2 separate regions of the Xenopus tropicalis genome follow, and region 2 is linked to region 1. A link is a contact called in public Hi-C data. All regions are on one chromosome and are shown on one strand. The core of a region is the stretch at or near the end of the contact, and the rest is flanking DNA. Distances in the headings are between cores, read along the strand shown.

Region 1 (3,106 bases), core at 333-2,832:
ACAGCACCTTGCACTTGATTCTAACTAAGATATAATTAATCCCTATTGAAGGCAAAACAATCCTATCAGTACTGTCTATTTTGTAGGCTCGACAGATAGCTGGCACATGGGGAGATGAGTCGCCCGCGGCAAAACTCCCTGTTCGCGGGCGACTAATCTCCCCGAGTTGCCTTCCCCTGCCATCCCATCGGCGACAATGTAAGCCGGCGGTGGGATGGCAGACGCGGCGAGGCGATTTCGGCAAATCGCCGAAAAAGACTCGCAAGTCTTTTTCAGCGATTTGCGCGAAATCGCGCCGCCGCATCTGCCATCCCGCCGGCGACTTACATGTTCGCCGGTGGGATGGCAGGGGAAGGCAACTCGGGGAGATTAGTCGCCCGCGAACAGGGAGTTTTGCCGCGGGCGACTAATCTCCCCGTGTGCCAGAGCCCTTAGTCTTACTGATCTAGTGAGACTAAAATAATGACAGCAAACATCTGATTGGTTGCTTTGGGTTATGGGCAGTTGCAAACTTTGTCAGTGTTGCTATATAACTACTCCAGAGTTTTGACAGCAAAAGTCATGCAACTTCACCTGAAGTTCTCTGCAGTTTTTGGTACAATATCTGCAAAAAGTTCCACCTTCATCCGGCCCACCTCCTGAAAAAGTAAATGGACATTAAATTAGTTTTTTTTGTGAAAAGACAATTAGCACATTGGTATTACAGTCATCATACCCTTCATGTTTTCCCAGAATATATGCCTTTCTTCACAGTTACACACAAGCAAACTAATTTGAAGTTGAATAGCATAAAATATAGCAATTACAAAACTTTAAAAGCTTACAAAATTAGGCCACCCAATGTTTTTAATATTCTGTATAACTTTAATTTAAATAAATGCAGAATAAATAGGTATAGCAACAGTTTGCTTGAAAGAACAACTTTTTCAAAGACACGGAATGGACAAATTAGCCCTCATGTTGACACATTTTCCAAAATGTCTAGTTTCCATGTTGACTTTTTTCCATACATTCTAAGGATAATATTCAGAGCTTTCCAAGATGATCTTTTTTCCCCTAATTGGTTTGATCAGCCGTCTGGTGGCTTTACAAGTTTTGTTTTGGGCTCTCTTTTGGGGTTCACGCCCAGTCTTCCTTGGGGGCAGGGTTCATGAATTGGGATGCCATGAGAATTTTAGAGTTCATATTTAGGGATTTTCTCAGGGCTTAGAGTGCATGTTTAGGACCATCAGTAAAGTTTTAGGGTTTAGAGATCGGAAAGAACAGTGGGGCCCATACACGTGGAATACAATTTAAATACATAATAATTTCTGCTATGAATATAAAAATCTGTCCTTCAGTCACAGTACACACTTAGCCTTCTTGCTAATACTACACTACACCATGCAGCCCCATTTGCTCAGCTGCAGTTTGTAGGTGGTGTTGCATGGCGAGATTCTTCTCAGTACGTAAGTATGGAATCATCATTTAATGCAGGGCTTTCTCAATGTATTATACTTAACACCGCGTGTTACCTGCCCCCCGATACTGATATCGAAGAATACGATGGGATTGTTAGCGTTGGAAGCCGGTACCGCCATTTCTATCTGGGGCAAAACCGGAAGAGAAGAGGCGGCGCTTCAATCCCAGAAGCGGCTTGCTTGTAGGCTGTATGCGCAGGCGCAGTGCATTGTTTTACACGCTTTATTCGCATGAAGTTGGTGGGCGATGCGATATGCCTGCGCTTCTAACCTTGCAGGGGATTATGGGAGAGTGGCAATAGCAGTACGTTTACGCGTGACTAAACCTGATTTACTCATTGACATATAAGCAGTACAGAGGTTTAGTTTTGGATGGAGTGGAGTTGTAGCATTCACATGTTCCGTGCAATTAAATTTATTTCTGTTGAAGCTATCCATATCTGTAAATATCCATGCTGTCTGCCTTGCTCTCACATCAAGCAGTGCTAATACAAGCGCCTCAGCGCTCCACACCGGAAACGTCTTTTTTTTTAGTTCCTATTTCAATGTGGCCTGATCACAGCCGTGATGCTGTGTGGGCGAGAGTGCGTTTATAACAGAGCTCTGCTTCTGTGTGGGTGTATGTGTGTATTTATGCAGTAGGTAGAATTATGGTTACCTGTGGCTGCTGCACATAGGGAACACACCAAATCCCCTCTGTATTCTGTGAGGAGAAGGGAGGTTTTATTGTTTGTATATCACTTCCCATAAAATCTCCCTCTCCACTGGCAGCTTTGTTGCTGTTTGGCCTTCAAAACTATTCCATAAATTCAAAGTACAGGGAAATCAGGTTTCCCAAGAAACTGATATGGGTATGAAACCTGGGCCCTAACAAATAAATTGACTGGGGAATAAAGTATATCTAAAACCTAAAAAGTTAATATAAATTTGTCAGTGTCCTCTTCTAGTCACATTTGCATTTTACATCAATTATTTTTTAAAGCTTTTAATCTGCTTATAAACAGCGCCGCCTACTGGTCAGCTCTTACAACCATACAGCTGAGTGAGTATACATTGAGAAGGAAAACAGATAACTGTTCTGATGTTAAGGTCCCCATACACAAGGCGATTTCACTCGTTGTGCGACGAACTATTATATCGACAAACGATCGTATGGCGACCGGGTTTCCATACGATATGCCATCCACAGGCAACGATAATTTGCAATTTTTACAATCGTACATCTACGTACGATCCAATGTCGTGGCGGAAGCGGTATTTATTTATTTATGTTCGTTGACTTCCGCTGCTGGCAATCATGACATGCGCAGAGAACAATCGTTCGAAGACAAATGTCTGACACTCACACCAACTGGCAGATTTTATCATTAAACGACTAAAATTTTTAAACCTGGCCGATCGATTTTGGGGACAATAATGTCGGGTCGATTAGTGGGCCGACGATCGTTCGCACACCATCAACTATACGATAACTTAACGATAGTATCGGATCGTTCGGGAATCGGTCGTTTGACAGTAAAAAATCGGGCCGTGTATGGGGGCCTTTACTCTGTTCAGGAAAGACATAAGAAAGATCATTTAAAGCTTCTGATATCTTTCCTGAGCAGAACAACATCAGGACAGTTCTCCGTTTTCCTTCTGAACAT
Region 2 (3,106 bases), core at 346-2,845, 54 kb after region 1:
ATAACAAAGTTGTTGCTGGGCCTGCAGTTGTGTCTCTTGTGACTTCTTAGCAGCTGTCCTAACCTGGGCCACTACTATTGTCAGTGAGCCCCAGGTGGCTGCCTTGGAGGCATCCCATACCATTCCAAGTGGGGCAGACCCTGAGTCTATTTACTAGTGCTCCTTGTATGCCTTTTAAGTAATATATATCAAGCTGTTTGAGCCGCAAGCGCCACAACTTAAAATAGGAGTTGAAGGGGGGAGTGGTCCAATAAGGATTAAGGTAAGTATGACATTATTTTAACTAATGGAACTAACTAACTGCAAACTCCATTTGAGACATTTTTTGAGCATATATTAGTAATAAAAGAAAGGTGTGTAATATTGCATCCCATGTCATTCCTGTGCAATTTATGGTGCAACTGTCATAAAATGGTGTGCCAAAACCATAACAGTTTGAGCAACATATTTTATTTAATTTTTCAGTGCAACAGAAAGACACTTATGTAATGATCTACTCATAACTGCACATATGGACATATTTATATTTTACTGTAGAACAATACATAATGCTTGCGGAACATGTATTCTGCTGTAAGGATGTACATTCTGGGAATAGCTATATGTGCCTCCCCATGCCCCATCAGGCATAGGATAGTAAGTAGAGTAGAACTCTAAAAGACATAATTTGTTGTTGTATGGAAAATGGGGAAATGCAATGGGGTGCTTGCCATCATCTATGCTAGCCAATACCTTCTGCTGCTCTGTTATGTAGTTTTAATAAGTATATTACTGTATAACAGGCAGTAACATTACATTGTGCTGCTTACCATTTTCTTTAACCATTTTCTGTTCTTCCCTAAGCCCATAATTTTCCTGTTGTTTCTTCTGTAAAATGTGCTCTAAAAAAACAAATAAATACATTTTGCCCCTGGGACAAATTATTTTATTTTTTAATTATTTTATATTTACATGCTAGGAAAAAGAGAATTTAAGGGGGATATCTGAACCAAAACAATGTGCTTTCTTTTACATCACTCTGGGTGATGAACTTACAAAAGTACCAAATGATTATTGAACTGTACCATGATTATGGTGCAGACATTTTTGTAAATATATAGATTTTTCATAGGATACACTTAAAAATTACAGGCAATTAAACCCTATTTTCCTATACAACGAGATTATTTTACATACAATAATTACCAAGCTCAGTTATTTCCTTCTTTTTAATTAGCAGCTCTTCGGTCAGTTTGCGGATCTCATCATGTGCCATCTGTAGCCTGTGAGATGCTTCTTCTAAATCTCTTTCCAAACCTTCCTTTTTTTTCTTTTCTTTAGCAACCTCTTCTTCAAATGTCTATAGTACAGACCAAGTAAGTCTACATTATCATGCTGGGTTTGTTGGTAAAGCAACTGTTTTTTGCAATGCCCAATATTCTAATTTCAAATTTAGAAGTTAAAGCAGTATTTGTTTTTTGCTTCTACTGGTTCAAAATCTAGCTGACACTGCAGGCTCAGAACAAGGGGTAGGCAGGAGGGGCAGTGCCCAGGGCACAGTGGTAGGTGGGAACTAGTCAAATGCCTCTTTGGTCACCTACCTCTAGTCCGAGCCCTTGATAGAGCTCGTTTACATGCTCATTCATTTGCGCATCACAAAAAGAGCACTCATGCATATGAACAAACAAGCACGCAAGTGCACGGATACAATGGTAAGGGTGCTAAACAAGTAAATCTGGGCCACCATATGGATCTAACAAGCTTCATTCACACTGCACATACTGTAAATGTTTTTTCTGGTTGTAACTGTGTCTACTACTTTCTTCAATAACAAAAAAAAATCTGCTCAAACACACTCCTTCCTGCTTCCTGTAGAATGTTTAAAGGAACAGTAACACCAAAAAATTCAAGTGTATAAAATAAATTCCAATATAATGTACTGCTGCTCTGCACTGGTACAAACTGTGTTTGCCTCAGAAACACTACTATGGTTTATATAAAGAATGCAGCTGTGTAGCCATGGGGGCAGCCATTCAAAGGAGAAAGGCACTTAGCAGATAACAGATAAAACACTATTGTATTCTACAGAGCTTATCCATTATCTGCTATGTAACCTGTGCCTTTTCTCCTTTTTTCCAGCTTGAATGGCTGCCCCCGGGGCTACACAGCAGCTTATTTATATAAACTATAGTAGAGTTACTGTAGCAAACATACAACTTTTACCAGTGCAGGGCAACAGTACATTATATTTCTTTTACTTTAAAACTCTTTAATTTTTTGGTGTTACTGTTCCTTTAAGTGATCACATCAGTCCCTGCCCAAAGTCAGTTTTAGAAGGCCTATTATTCACATATGTTTTCTACTGTGGAAGGAAACTGGTGTAGTCAGAGGGAAAAAAAATGATCCAGCTGCCCTTGACAGAATTCAGCCTAGAGCCTCAGTTCTAAAAGGCAGTGATGCTAAAGGTAAAGTATAATTTTCAAAATTCCCCGGCACTAAATATCCGAGAATAATCCATAGCTCTGCACTCCTTATTGACAATGGCTTAGTAAGTAAAGAATATGATAACTCTGAAAAAAAGGATATTAGGTCCTCAGCATAACAAAGCAGCAATTTATTAAAGTGTAAGTATCCCCTAAACACTGGCTGTGGCTGTTATGTTAGAATAAGCCACCGTTATTTATTAGTTTAGTTCACATAAAGCAGACAAAAAGTCCTGCAGGGGACACTAATTAACCTCCAAGTATGGCTGCTTGGGTGGGATGCAATAACTTTAAATTCAGGAGGGTGTTAAACACTTCTACTGTATCTGCCTGAAACAGACTGTGAAATATGATTAAGGAGTGATATGTTAGCAAAGAATGAATCACATTAGTAAAGACTGGCAGATTTAAAGGCTCAGGTTTTCTTAGGGTCTAGAAACCCCAGATGGAGTATGGACTTTGTGGGTCAATTCAGAAATAACAATTTAAAATATACTGTCGGCTGGCTTGGGCACTCTTGATTAATTAGGGCTTGTTAACACATTCATCATGCATGATGAGGACAAGATTTGGTCCCCTGCTGACATTTCCACATGAGTTATCATCTGGCCAAACAACTAGATCAGCCACATCTAAGCCACCAG

The links. A called contact is a pair of places that touch in the nucleus more often than the background predicts.
Region 2: a contact with region 1 is called in a Hi-C map of brain, with 1.6 times the contacts expected there. The contact joins the enhancer-like site here to the promoter of ppih in region 1. A contact is called at or near these places in 2 of 5 Hi-C or Micro-C datasets (brain and gastrula embryo).

Annotation. Positions count from the first base shown.
Region 1 is chr7:94,760,089-94,763,194 of UCB_Xtro_10.0, forward strand. It overlaps ppih (peptidylprolyl isomerase H), which reads right to left and starts at 1,583. Exons shown (of 10, transcript NM_204035.1): 1 at 1,515-1,583; 2 at 574-638. The coding sequence starts at 1,580.
Region 2 is chr7:94,814,251-94,817,356 of UCB_Xtro_10.0, forward strand. ccdc30 (coiled-coil domain-containing protein 30) reads right to left here. Exons shown (of 24, transcript XM_031905555.1): 8 at 1,186-1,339. Among named protein-coding and RNA genes, the nearest start is that of ccdc30, 14 kb to the right of the region's middle. Within about 2 kb of position 1,596, at least 3 of the 11 cell types and tissues checked have an H3K27ac peak or open chromatin away from gene starts, as enhancers often do. A contact at or near this core is called in gastrula embryo, where this site is marked.